2 separate regions of the Zea mays genome follow, and region 1 is linked to region 2. A link is a contact called in public Hi-C data. All regions are on one chromosome and are shown on one strand. The core of a region is the stretch at or near the end of the contact, and the rest is flanking DNA. Distances in the headings are between cores, read along the strand shown.

The links. Hi-C and Micro-C count contacts between places; a contact is called where the count stands out from the background.
Region 1: a Hi-C map of ear shows a contact between it and region 2, with 1.7 times the contacts expected there. The contact joins the promoter of LOC100283757 here to the promoter of LOC103653050 in region 2. A contact is called at or near these places in 2 of 25 Hi-C or Micro-C datasets (ear and leaf).

What each region holds. Positions count from the first base shown.
Region 1 is chr4:32,584,566-32,591,516 of Zm-B73-REFERENCE-NAM-5.0, reverse strand. It overlaps LOC100283757 (plant-specific domain TIGR01570 family protein), which reads left to right and starts at 5,555. Exons shown (of 1, transcript NM_001156656.2): 1 at 5,555-6,951. The coding sequence starts at 5,854. The coding sequence ends at 6,861.
Region 2 is chr4:32,407,496-32,414,846 of Zm-B73-REFERENCE-NAM-5.0, reverse strand. LOC103653050 reads left to right here and starts at 4,634. Exons shown (of 3, transcript XM_008680025.3): 1 at 4,634-4,946; 2 at 5,042-5,112; 3 at 5,266-5,972. The coding sequence starts at 4,877. The coding sequence ends at 5,559.

The sequences.
Region 1 (6,951 bases), core at 4,306-6,805, 180 kb before region 2:
GCTGGGTCCCGCATGTCATGCAAGCCGGCTCAGGGCAGAAGAAGCCAAACCGCCGCGCGTGGTGCGCACGACCGTCCAGCGGTTACAAGCGACCCCCCATTTTCGCCCAGACCAACGGGCAGAAGGGGCGGGCAGCCATGCAGGCGACATGCAACCGCGCCAGATGAACGCGCTTCTCCGACTTCTGACACGCCAGCTTGGGAACCCAGGCCCACGCGTCGAGCAACTGGCGCGCCAGTTGCTGCATGCAAGCAACCGCACCGCCACTTGTGCCACCATCGCGCCTCTTCGGTTGCGAAGCCTATGCCACGACTCGAGGCGACCCAACAGCGCCAGACTGGCGCGTCGGTCAAAGCGACCGAAAGTGGGCCGGCAGTAATAGCGGTGGCAGGCGAGCGGGCGTAGCGGTCACGTCGTCAGCCAGGCTCACGTCCCATCCTGGGACAGCAAGAGAGCCTCCTCTCAAGGCGTGGAGACGGTGCACCCGTGACCCGTTCCTCGAACGGATCGCACGCGCGCAACGGCCGCCCCGCCAACCACTCGCCCCGTCGCATTAACTCCGCGGCGGGACACGCGGCGCCTCTGGCAGGAGGAGCGCGCGACGCTTCACCTTCGCCGTAATAACCGCGTCAGAAAAGGTACGCCACGTCGTCCGATTTCGTATCCTTTTCCGTTTTCCTCTTTCTCTATCTCTTGCAACAGGGACCGGGAAAGGGGGATACCCCGAAAGGGATCCTTCTCCGCGAAGGAACCGGGCTCCGAGCCCCCCATTACTGATCAGGGGTTCGAAGGCTGGCCCTCCGAAGGGTTCAACAGTCGCCTCAGATCGCGTGGGCCCGACACCCACTACTGGTCAGGGGTTCGAAGGCCAGCCCCCCGAAGGGCTCCATGGCCGCCTCAGGCTACTCGGGCTCCGCGCCCATTACTGATCAGGGGTTCGAAGGCTGGCCCCCGAAGGGTTCACAGTCGCCTCAGACACCGAGCGAGGGATGACCAGGGGTACGTTCGATACATAACCGAGGCTCGGGCTGCGCTCCCGAGGTACCCTAGGACATTTCCGAGACCAGCGGGAACGATCTTGTAACGGAATCCCATCGGAGGGAGGCATCGAGCCCTCGGACCCCGTCGCCAGGGGACCGGGTCCGGCAAATCACCCGCAGGTACTTTTGGGCGTGCCTCTGGGCCCCTAGCCGACCCCCAACGAACGGGGCACGGACGTCCACTCGGATTACCCGCTTGCAGCTCACCGGAGACACCATGTTCGGTGCCCATCGAGGGCAACATGGCGCACTCCCCCCCCTCCTCCTTGCGGAAAGGCGACGTAGGGGCGTATGTAAAAAGTCGAGTCTGTCCCTGATCGTCCTCTCGCCCTGTGCAGAGGCTCGGGGGCTGCTCTCGCAAAAACCGGCTCCGGCTAAATCGTTGACAGCGTCAACATACCAGCCCGAGAGCTTGGGCCCTGACCGTGCACCCGGGCTACGGCCAGTTCGCATGAGGGAACGACCAGACCAGCCGAAGCGTTAAGCGAAGTATTAAGACCTCGAAGGAGTGTAACCACTCCTCCGAGGCCTCGGGGGCTACACCCGGCGGGTGCGCTCGCGCGCACCCACCGGAACGAAATGCAACCGAGAAAGGCTGGTCCCCTTGCAAAAAAGTGCGACAAAAGCCTCCAAGCGAGTGCTAACACTCCCTTCGAGGCTCGGGGGCTACTGTCGGGGACCATAATTAGGGGTACCCTCAAGACGCCTAATTCTCAGCTGGTAACCCCCATCAGCATAAAGCTGCAAAGGCCTGATGGGTACGATTAAGTCAGGGATTAGTCCACACGAGTGACTCGATCACGCTTCACCCGAGCCTAGCCTCGGCCAAGGGCAGCCGACCTCGAGAGACTTCCGTCTCGCCCGAGGCCCCCTTTTTATGGCGGACACATCACCGGCTCGCCCGAGGCCTTGGCTTCGCTCAGAAGCAACCTTGACTAAATCGCCACACCGACTGACCAAATTGCAGGGGCATTTAACGCAAAGGTGGCCTTACACCTTTATCCTGACACGCGCCCCCGGCAGAGCCGAAGTGACCGCCGTCACTCCACCGCTCCACTGGCCAGTCTGACAGAAGGACAGCACCGCCTGCGCCACTCCGACTGCAGTGCCACTCGACAGAGTGAGTCTGACAGGCAGTCAGGCCTTGCCAAAGGCGCCACGGCGAACTCCGCCCCGCCCGACCCCAGGGCTCGGACTCGGGCTAAGACCCGGAAGACGGCGAACTCCGCTCCGCCCGACCCCAGGGCTCGGACTCGGGCTAAGACCCGGAAGACGGCGAACTCCGCTCCGCCCGACCCCAGGGCTCGGACTCGGGCTAAGACCCGAAAGACGGCGAACTCCGCTCCGCCCGACCCCAGGGCTCGGACTCGGGCTAAGACCCGGAAGACGGCGAACTCCGCTCCGCCCGACCCCAGGGCTCGGACTCGGGCTAACACCCGGAAGACGACGGAACTCCGCTTCGCCCGACCCCAGGGCTCGGACTCCGCCCTGGCCTCGGCCGAACGACTTCCGCCTCGCCCGACCCCTTGGCTCGGGCTCGGCCACGGCAACAGAAGGCAGACTCAACCTCGGCTTCGGAGGAACCCCCATGTCGCCCTGCCTAGGGCACAGACCGCCACGTCAACAGGAGGCGCCATCATCATCCTACCCCGAATCGACTCGGGTCACGGAGAACAAGACCGGCGTCCCATCCGGCCAGCTCCGCCGGAGGGGCAATGATGGCGCTCCACAAGCTCTATGACGACGGCGGCCCCCAGCTCTCTTACGGAAGCAGGACGACGTCAGCAGGGACTCGACCGCTCCAACAGCTGTCCCTCCGCCAGGCTCCGCCGCACCTCCGACAGCCACGACATCACGCCAGCAGGGTGCCCAGATCTCTCCGGCTGCCACATTGGCATGTACCTAGGGCGCTAGCTCTCCCTCCGCTAGACACGTAGCACTCTGCTACACCCCCCATTGTACACCTGGATCCTCTCCTTACGACTATAAAAGGGAGGACCAAGGCCTTCTCAGAGAAGGTTGGCCGCGCGGGACCGAGGACGGGACAGGCGCTCTCTTGGGGCCGCTCGCTTCCCTCACCCGCGTGGACGCTTGTAACCCCCCTACTGCAAGCGCACCTGACCTGGGCGCGGGACGAACACGAAGGCCGCGGGACTTCCACCTCTCTCACACTCGACTCCGGCCACCTCGCCTCTCCCCCCTTCGCGCTCGCCCACGCGCTCGACCCATCTGGGCTGGGGCACGCAGCACACTCACTCGTCGGCTTAGGGACCCCCCTGTCTCGAAACGCCGACAAAACCTATCTCTCTCTCGTAGTTTATGAAACTACGAGAGAGACGTATAAAATCTGTGCATATTGTTAGAACCATCATGTAAGATAAACAAATGACCAAACAACCAAAATAAACTTTATAGATCTTGAGAAGTTATAGAAGTTTATAATTGACAACTTTTTCATTTGAAGTCATATTGTCAACGAAAACTACGTCTGAATTTAAAAAGTTTAAAATTTGAATTTTGAAAACGACTTCGAAAGAAAAAACCACCAACATGAAAGTTGTAGGTATTGAAGAGTTATGAAACTTTGTAGTTGACAATGTTTTGGTTTGAAATCATCTTGTTATGCAAAACTATGTTTGAATTTTGAAAATTGAATTTTTCAAACTATCTCGGATGGAGAAACCATCAAAATAAAAGTTGTAGGTCTTGAAATGTAATGAAACTTTGTAGTTGACACTTTTTTGATTTGAAATCATCTTATCATTGAAAAATTCGTGTGAAGTTTTCAAATTTAAAATTCAAATTTTGTAAACGGTCTCGGATGTAGAAACTATTAAAATAAAACTTGTATATCTCAAAAAGTTATGCAACTTTATAGTTGATCACATTTTCAAATTAACTCATTTAGTGCCTTAAATAATCAAATTACTCTCGGTTTATTATAGTACATGGGGAATGAAAACGTAATATAGATATAATTGGTGTAGTAGTGTAGTGGTATAGGAGGGTATGCACGAGAGAGAGGTTGCGAGTTCGAAAATCACCATTTACAAAACATATAAATTTGATTCAAAATAATGGTGAAAAATGATAGAGCAATGAGTAAGGTATAGGTTAGGTAGGGTTGGAGAGTTAGGGAATTTAAAAAATGTTTTATTGTTTTTTTATTTTTTCCGATTCTTAATTTACCGAGTGCTTTTCGACACTCGGCAAAGTCTTTGTCGAGTGCCCAAAAAAAGTACTCGACAAAGAACCCTTTGCCGATAAAAATATTTGCCGAGTGTTACACTCGGTAAAAGCTTTGCTAAGTGTAAAATAATCGGCAAAGAACGCGATTCCGGTAGCGAATAAACAACACCACAAGTTAGATGAGAAATGAGAATTGAGAAGTCGTATCGATAGAGGAGAAAGAGTAAAATCAACATGCACCAAGGATCTCATAAGTTTTTAAATATCTTTTTCTTTATTGTTTCATAATTGGGGAAAAAACTTATCCAAAGTCTGTTAAGATGGTTTCAGCATGTCTACCGAGGCAATGGGTAAGGTAACAGGTAGAGTTGGAGAGTTATTCCTAGAATTTAAAAAAAAATATTTTGCTGTTTTTTTAAATTTTTTCGATTCTTAATTTGCCGAGTGTTTTTCGACACTCGGTAAAGTGCCCGAAAAAAGTACTCAGCAAAGAACCCTTTGCCCATAAAATCTTTGCCGAGTGTAAAATAACCTTTGCCGAGTGTCTTAGACACTCGGCAAAGAACACGATTCCGATAGTGAATAAACAACACCACAAGTTAGATGAGAAATGAGAATTGAGAAGTCGTATCGATAGAGGAGAAAGAGTAAAATCAACATGCACCAAGGATCCCATAAGTTTTTAAATATCTTTTTCTTTATTGTTTCATAATTGGGGAAAAAACTTATCCAATGTCTGTTAAGATGGTTTCAACATGTCTACCGAGAATTTTTTAGACACATCCTAAGACGCAATAGCAATAGCAAGAGAGACAAGAGATTATCAAAGTTAACATAGAAAAAGACACTAATGACTAGGTCCTTAGTTTGGAAACCATATTTTTCTAAGGGATTTCTATTTTATCAAGAGAAATTAGTTCATTTTCCATTGAAAAAATGAAAAACCCTTAAAAAAATGGAGTTTCCAAACTAGTCCTAAAAAATTTATTAATATTAGCTATAACTTTTGATACAAAATTATAATATTCTATCCATGAGTTGAGCATGTATAGGGGAGCGCAATCTTGAGATTGTTCCGCTAGCTTTGTATGATTTATTCCACGTGTGCACATTGTTTTGTGTCGGCTGAACATACATATAGTTCTAGCCGAATGTTATTGCCAACACAAGCTTGCATGAATGGTTCAAGTCTGCGATTTTTTGTTCATTATGTATGTTTTTTTAGAGTTTAACCGATATTTTTAGTCCGAAACGGTAAATGTCCAAAACAGGCCCAAGGATCCGAGGCACGGGCACAAAACGAAAGAAACGGCCTGCTGGACCCCAGCCGATGTCTCTCCTCTCCTCGTGTGTTGGTGGTCCGACTCCAATCCCACAACGAGACAAACGAGGAGAATGGAAGGAAGAGCCGTCCGCGAAAGCAGGCAGCGGGCAGCCACCGCACGGTGAGCACGGCGACCCCGACAAAGCCTGACCGCCGCCCGTTCCGTTCCAGCACGCGCGCGTTTCCCGGTGCAGGGGATAACTAGCGCCACCACCCAGACCGCACCGCGCGTCACCCATCGCATCCACCGGTCGTTCGTCGTCGCCGGACACCTCGCCGCCGGCCGTCGCGCGCGCGTCTATGGGCGGCTTCGCTATCCACCCCGCCCATGGACGCCCCAGCGACAGCCTGCCGTCCGCCGGCACCGGGAGGTCGACGACGTCCTCGTCTGCCTCCTCCCTCGACGACAACGGCGTCCGCGGCCAGCAGGCCCGCACACCGGGCCACACGCTGGAGGAGCCGCCATCGCGGCGGCGGCACCAGGCGGGCTCGTCGTCCCGGCCGGCCCGGCTGTTCCAGAGGCTGCGGCACGCGCTGCCCCTCCTGACGCTGGCGCCGCGCTGCGGGCGGATGCCGCAGGTCGGCACGCCCGCCGAGATCGCGGCGGCGGCCGCGTCGTCGTCCTTCTCCGTCTCCTCGTCCTCCTCGTCGTCCGCGCCGCCCGTGCCCAGGGGCGTGACCTTCTCGGGCGCGTCGCGGCCGTGCCGCCGCGTGACGGGCACGCTCTACGGCCACCGCAGGGGCCGCGTCGTGCTGGCGCTGCAGGAGACGCCGCGGTGCCTGCCGAGCCTCGTCGTCGAGCTGGCGCTGCAGACGCACGCGCTGCTGCGCGAGCTCGGCAACCCCGCGGGCGCGCGCATCGTCCTCGAAACCGAGCGCCGCGCGGCACTGGAGGCCGCCCCCTCAGCCGCCGCCGCCCGAGACGGAGGAGGCGGGGCGTCGCGGGCTAATAATAAGCGCGGAGTCCGCGCGCCGCCGCCGCCGCTGCTGGACGAGCCGTCGTGGACCATGTTCTGCAACGGCAAGAAGACCGGGTACGCGGTGCGAAGGCAGGCCACGGACGACGACCTCGCTGTGATGGAGACGCTGCGGGCGGTCTCCATGGGCGCCGGCGTGCTCCCCGGGAGGGCCGCCCCTTCGTCGGCGCCCGACGCGGCTGCGGCGGCGGCAGCGGACGACGAGGTGCCCTACATGCGCGGCTGCTTCGACCACTTCGTCGGGTCCCGGGACTCGGAGTCGCTGTACATGATCGCGCCGCAGGGCGGCGGCACGGGCCCGGAGCTGGCCGTCTTCTTCGTCAGGCTCTGACCTCCGATCCGATCCGCCCCGCGCCTTGCCTCTAGCTATCTCCTCGCCCCCATGCATGCGAAGACGGCCCAAGGGCATCCATTAACCGCC
Region 2 (7,351 bases), core at 3,385-5,884:
AATGCTCTCTTTTCGTTGCTGCTTCAGAAACGCGATCTGATCGCTATCAAGGTTGACCTTTTGTGGATGGTTGGATGTCACTGAAACGGTGCTCGGATGAGGTTCCGCTAAACTGTTCTATCCAGCGTGCAATGCTATGTGGTGCGTGGCTTCTAGAATGTCACATATGGTAGCATGACCAAATTTGATGTTTCAGCAGCGTAAAGTCTCTGGCGAAGGTGGTACCAGACGGTGACGACGCTGGACGTGGTGAAGGCGTGGCTGGCCGGCGCTACCCGCGGCCATGCGCTGAAGTCTAACGCGCTCACGGAGCAGTTCTGCGTCATCTTCGAGAGCTACCTGGCCGCTGAAAGTCAGTGTGGTTCATTCAGTCAGTTTTTTTAGTATAACAAATATTAATCGTCAATTTATATAAAAAAACGAGTACAAAAACTTATTGGTATTACAAATATTTTTAAATTCATTAATAAAAAAATTGTCTTAAAAGAAGGTTACACAGTATACATGATATTTCAAATGTGATTATAATATTATTTCTTGTCATCTCACTTACGCTTTCTAATAGCCAAACAAACCTCTATTATATCAAGGAAACTATCTCGCTCAATAAAGATGACTAGACAATCGTCCAAAAGAGTATCACTCATCCTATTTCTTGACTTAGCTCTTGACAGATCCTATTTCTTGACTTGCTCTTGATAGATTTAATTATTGAAAAATGTTCTTTCAACACTTGTTGCGACAAGTAAAATCAATACCAACTTGATAAACGAGTACAGTACACCAATCCATAAACATGTCCCTCTCTGCTCTAACGAGCTCACGCGATAGATCAACTTGATTGATTATTCAAGCCTTTGAAGCCAATATTTATCAAGCTGCGTTTCAAATCTTAGCATGTCATTTCTTGAAAGATCATTAGGGTAAAATTTAGCAAGTACAATCTGGCTTTCTGGAACAATGGAGGACAACCGTGCAACTTATTTTGCAAGAATTTTTCAAACCTTCAAGGGTTTATCACACCATTCCTCAAAAACCCTTTGATTTCTAATCTTTAGGCTATGGTAAAATTGTCACATGAGAGGTTCGGATCGTTCAACAAGCGAGGGGACCAAGTGGGTAATTCAGGATTATTTTTTGACCCATATTTTCTTATCAGATGATTTTTTTTGCTAATGCAACAGTTAGGGAGGAAGCTAAACGTTTTCACTATCTCTATCTAAGCACAACACTCTACATGTAAATTCACGGTCAGGTTTTGAGGTGAGATTTTTTTATTTTATTCAACTGAACTTATTTCCATCATGAGAGCCTTTCCATCACAAAATACATCACTATTTGATGATTAGTCTCAATATAATTTACAGGTCTAATTTTTGTAGTGGCTTAAATGGCATCCTCGTGTACATTTGATAATTCGCAGAATCAGAGGATTCTAATGTATGGATGTGGAACGCTGATGCCATTCTAAATATGTTTGCTTGACACAGTAACATAGTGACATGACCAAACTGTTCTTTAGTTTGTACCGTGTAGTGATGAATTTTCTGTAGTATTTCAATTGTGTCGTGTAGCGACGAGTTTTCTAGGTCCTCTTCCTGTGTCATGGAACTGAAATACCATAATACAGTCTAGCTATCTCAAATTTCTGTGAACTAAAGTGTATGTCCTGTTCTCTATCATTTTAGAAGGGGAAGAAACGTGGAAGGAAATCTGGAGTAAGTCATGAGGTAACTTCTGAAAGTGCTTATGCATAGAAGGTAATAATACCTGGTGTCGATATACTCATGTGATTATATGGAATTATGAATTTGGGTTTGGGCTCGGGTACAGTCGCCTACCATCTGGTCACAACTGTTGATCATTGCTGGAATAGAGAAGTAGAAAACATTGAAAGTATTCCTGGTAAGGTCTCTCAGGTACTGATACTTTGAACATATTACAAATCAGTTTCTGTTTATTTACAATGGTCACTAACCTATTTCTATTTTTTATATGTGTTGTCTGTTTTTCATATAAACGTTGTACACTAACATTTTATCTCATTGAATAATTTGTGTCGTTGTAGGTTGTCTACGCTGGAGATGAGAACAACATTGTGCATTCATGGCTTCTATTGGCTGTTGTACTTCCTTTTCACTTTGTATGTGCTTGTCCCAAGGAATTGGAGCTTGATGCAAACACAATGGAGATCGCCAGGGGTGCTGGAATCAATATGATCGAAATAAAAACAGTCCCAGAGAAGCAGTTAAGGGAGCAGACGTTGTGTACACAGATGTTTGGGCCAGCATGGGACAAAAGGAAGAGGTTGGTTATAGAAAGCAAAAGTTTCATGGATTCACGATATGTCTATTTTTTCACACTTTCTAGAATTTCTGCATGTCTTACTAGACTCCCTGTACATATACTTACAAAAGCCCATGAGGCGATTGAGTCACAACTAGAAAAATAATCATTTACATTCTGACCTTCATATGATTCAAGATACTAGGTATTTATCTCAAATCATAATTGTGGTGTACACTGATTGTTTTACTTTTTTCCAAAGAGCAACATATAAACTGAAGGGAAGGCTCATATTTCTTATTAAGGCAAAACTTTTCCATCTTTAAATTCTAAGTCTGGCCAGATCTATTGCTTCTGCTCTCCAGATTTAGGCAAATCTAGTCTGCCCGATCCCTCAGGATATTGTGTCTATTCAGTTAATTTTTCTTTCTTTTTGTTGTTGTTGAGGAATTTGGTGTTTTCTTTTCTACAGCTATTGAGCAACTCACAATGTATTTACTAGAAACCCATAAAATGGAATATCTTCATTGCAGGGTCTGCTTGGCAAGAAGCATTCGTAGTCATAGGGTTACCTGTTAATAATTTGATTGAGCAAGTCAAGCGTCGAGGCCATCGAGGCGGGGAAGAAGCTCTACGAGGCAACCTACATCAAGAACCTCACAGTACAAATGGGGCCATTCATGGACCACATCATCATTTGTTATTGGTTGCTGACAAAAAATTTGTGAGATATTGAGATCAATGTAAAGTTCGTATCAGATGCTTAGGCTTTATAGGGTAGGTTCCTAATTGTGACCATGTACTAAATTGTATTTTTGTTGCTAAGTTACATTACAGACCAAATAAACTTAACCTGACCAGCTTGTAGAAAAATGTGGTATGGCAATTAAAGATACACGAATTGCTCATAATGTTACTTTCTATTCATGCTTGTAATTGAATTTACTTTTATGTGAATATTATGCATAGAAGCCATGCTATGATAATGGATTGTTAGAATCACTTATCAAATATGATTGTGCCGTCGCAACGCATACAGGGGTGGGCCTCATTCAATTCAATGGTATTCAATTGAATACCCATTATTTTGACAAAAACAACATATACATATATAGTATATATACATAGGAAATAAGAAATGAATCAAATGAGTGGAGGAATTTCTATTAACTTAGACCAAAATATCTCTAATCTCCTTGCTACTTCTCATACCCACCCAGCCCAATAAATTGTTGTGTGATTGTGTCCTATGAGATCCAATGGAGTGATATAGCCCATCTTAGTATCTCACGACAAAAAATCTTCAAACCCTATTGTCGTACTAGGGAAGAGTTGTCAGGTCGTGGTGGGACATTAGCGACAATGCGAGGCATTAGCGATTGGAAAGAGCCAAATATGATAAGTATCTAGGCAACAACCGAGCAATAGCCTCTGGTGCATTTCGATTTAAATTTTTTGAAATAGTTGTATGAAATTTGAGTTTAGTAGGCTAGTTATTGGATCGGTTATGACTATATTGTGTGTGCTTAATTATAGATTATATATAATTAACTACATATATAAACAAGCTTTAGGTCTAGAAAAAATTTTATCCTAATTTTTTTGAATACCCGCCTTCTAAATCCTGGGCCCGCCACTGAATGCATAGGCACTGTACTATGTAGTGGTGAAATAACTAGATTAAAATAATAAAATTTATGTATGGCTAGAATCATAAATGGATCATGAAGTATTTTCTTATAATAGTATAACATATATTTGTACTTAAGTTATCGTGCTATTATATGTTCCCGTTGCAATGCACGGACGCCTTAGCTCCGCGCGAAGGCGCCCGTGAACACACGTACTTTACATGACTGCACAAATATCTTTAAACACAGCTTGTTGGGCTTTCATTGATGTTCAAACTACTCACAGGAATTAATGCTCCAATTGGATTTGGGTCGTATAGCTCTGAAAGTCGGACAGATAAACAAAGCCCAGCTTTTCCCCCCTGGAGCGCCCAATAATAATCCTTGTTTTTTTTTCTTCCTTCTCGAGGAAGCCCAATGAGATGGATGCCATCCCAATTGGATCCGAGGGATGTGATGTTTTTTATTTTAAATGTCATATAAGCATCAATCAAGATCATGCAACCAACATCAGCAGTATGTATTTTGAGTGGGAGAGAGACAAGCTCCCTGAAATGAATTCTCCATTCTTAAAGCTCTGTAGGCTCGGAACCTGAGCCTGGTCGTGAGGACATGGACAAGGTGACGACGGAGCAAAACAAGGGCCATATTTCGCGGCCGGGAAAACATCCTCCCTTAAAGGCGGTGACATGCATGCATGCGCCTTATCTTGAGACTCACATCAAGATCCCATTCTTTGTAGGCTTGTAACCCAACTTAATTCTGGACAGGAATCTGCGATCAGAGACTCATCACGTCCTCGCTAGCTAGAAGACATGCATAATAACGTATATGCCTTCAGAAATATGTGTTCACTTCGTGTCTTCGTTCATATATATGCACCCAAAATCAGTTCTTGAGCAGCCTTTAGCCAGCTTCGTATCAGGTATCACACACTGTTGTTAGCACCTGCAACTGCAATGTGGAGCTGGAGCTCCATGGCGTTTGGCTCTCTCCTCCTCCTCTTCCTCCTGGCTACCAGAGCTTATGGTGATGATGATACTTGATCTTCATTTTTATCTCTCAGTCTCTGTACGTATATATATAGAATGATGACGAAGATGTTACATTTTCATCGTCTGCAGGTCTTGGGAGGCAGGACATGCAGTTGCACACAGCACACTTGCCCATGAACACGAAGGTCAATAGCCAGAAGGTGAGTGACGCAGTTCTTTCTAGCTAGCGTTAAGCCGTTAATTCTCCAGTCTACATTAATTAGCTTCTTCTTCGTCATGCGCACCCATGTGACTGCGTGTGCGCGCGCGCGTCTGATGATCTGTAGTAATTCTCTATTCGATCTGTGCTGTAGCAGGAGATACCAGCTGACTTCAAGTGGCAACTACGACCGCCGGCGGGCACACTGGACAGCCGCCGGAACGGCTTAGGCGGCAGCACCACACCGCCAGAGCATCGCCGCCTGGCGACGACCACGGGACGTGCCGCTGCCGCGAAGGAGGAAGACGGCGGAGGAGAGGTCAAGAAGACGATGTGGAGGACTCATCGTCGTGAGGTGGCGGCGCCCAGGTTTATCCACCAAGACTACGCCGGGCCCAGCGGTCACTCACCCAACCACCACCGGGCAATTCCCTGCGGCCCATGCTAGCATGCATCGAGCACAACAGCAGTTTTTCTCCGGTGAACAAATGCTGCTTGCATGCTTTGCGTCCGGAGATGCGATGTCCTTGTTGTGGGCTTGTGGCTGGAGAGACGACTAGCAGCAGAGGAGTCCCCTAGTAGCACCTAGCTAGATACAGTGGCGGACCCAGGATTTGAGGACAGTCTAGGCAAGATTAAGTTGCTATCCTTTATGTCTGTGCTTGCTTGCTTCTCTCCATTGCCGTAGGATTAAGCGTATGGTACTTGCTTGCTTCTCTCCATTGCCGTAGGCAAAGCAGCCCAGGCCACCGCCTGTGGTGCCTGGGTGGTGAGTCCGCCACTGGCTAGACCCTAGTTCAAGTTGCTGGTAGACATTGGCAGTTTTGGGCTTATTTCAAGATAACTTTTCTCACTCTCAAATCTTGATTAGTATATGTTTGACGCGAAGATCGGTCACACGCTAGCTAGCTACATCTAGGCCGTCACTACAGGAAAACTACAGGAAAAACAGTTAATTCCCGTCGGCCAGGAACCGACGGGAATAAGCATTAAACCGACGAGAATAAGTAATTCCCGTCGGTTTAGGGCTTATTCCCGTCGATTGTCAGCGGCCAGGCGTCCCTTGTCGGGGATAAGGTTATCCCCGTCGGCGGCTGACAGGAATAATTAATTCCCGTCGGCTAGTTAGTGGCCGACGTGAATTAAGGCTAACTCCCGTCGGTTTTGCTGGCCGACGGGCGTCACATATTAATTCCCGTCGGTTTCCCAGGCCGACGGGAGTTATTAATTAATTCCCGTCGGCCCTACGTGGCCGACGGGAATTAACTGGGCCGACGGGCATTAGTAATTAATTCCAGTCGGTTCGACCATAGCCGACGGGAATTAACTGGGCCGACGAGAATTACCCTATACTGCTACAAAAACAGCACTAAATTAGGTCACTATTTCTGCACACATAACATATATCACACATACATAAATCACAGATAACAACCACATTACAAACACATGCATTTAGAGATACGACATTCACAAACACATGCATTTAGACATAAACACATGCATTTATAATTAAAACATCCACCAACGAGTACGACATAGTATTAAAACTAAACATCCACCAACGAGTACGACATAGTTTTGAAACATAACATCCACCAACGAGTACGACATTTCAAACATAAGTTCAAGTGTTTAGAGATAACCACCACTTGGGTGGTTAGAGCTTTGACCGCCGCCGCCACCACCACCAGGAGGAGGGAACGCGAAGAGCGAGTCAACAAATCCAGTCCCTACTGCTGGATCAGACCCACTACCACCCGCTTCAGGCGTAACCTATGCAAGTTAGCAAATATCAACACGTTAAATGCAAATATCAAAAAATATACAAGTGTATAAATTAATCGAGAGTTATCAAACGTACCCTATCTCCAAGTGCAGGTATATGTGTCGGAGGGGTGTTGAACTGTGGTGGTGGAACTGGTGTGTTTGCAAATTGGCTCCATTGTGGTGGCGGTGGAAAATTTGTTGCCATGCCCTGTTGCTGCATTAACTGTTAAACACATATGTGTTACTACTGAAGATGTTGTATTGAAATATAATAATTTAGAGTTCGGATTATGTGTACTCACTTGATACATCGCTTGGTTATGTGCATTGCAAGCCTCCATAAATTCGTGTTGTTGTCTCATCTCTTCACGCATCCTCATAATCTCCAACTTCTGCTCGTTCGGTCGACGAGAGCATGAGCTACGGGAAGATGAACCCGTCCTCTGAGATCTCACCGACGACGAGTCAAT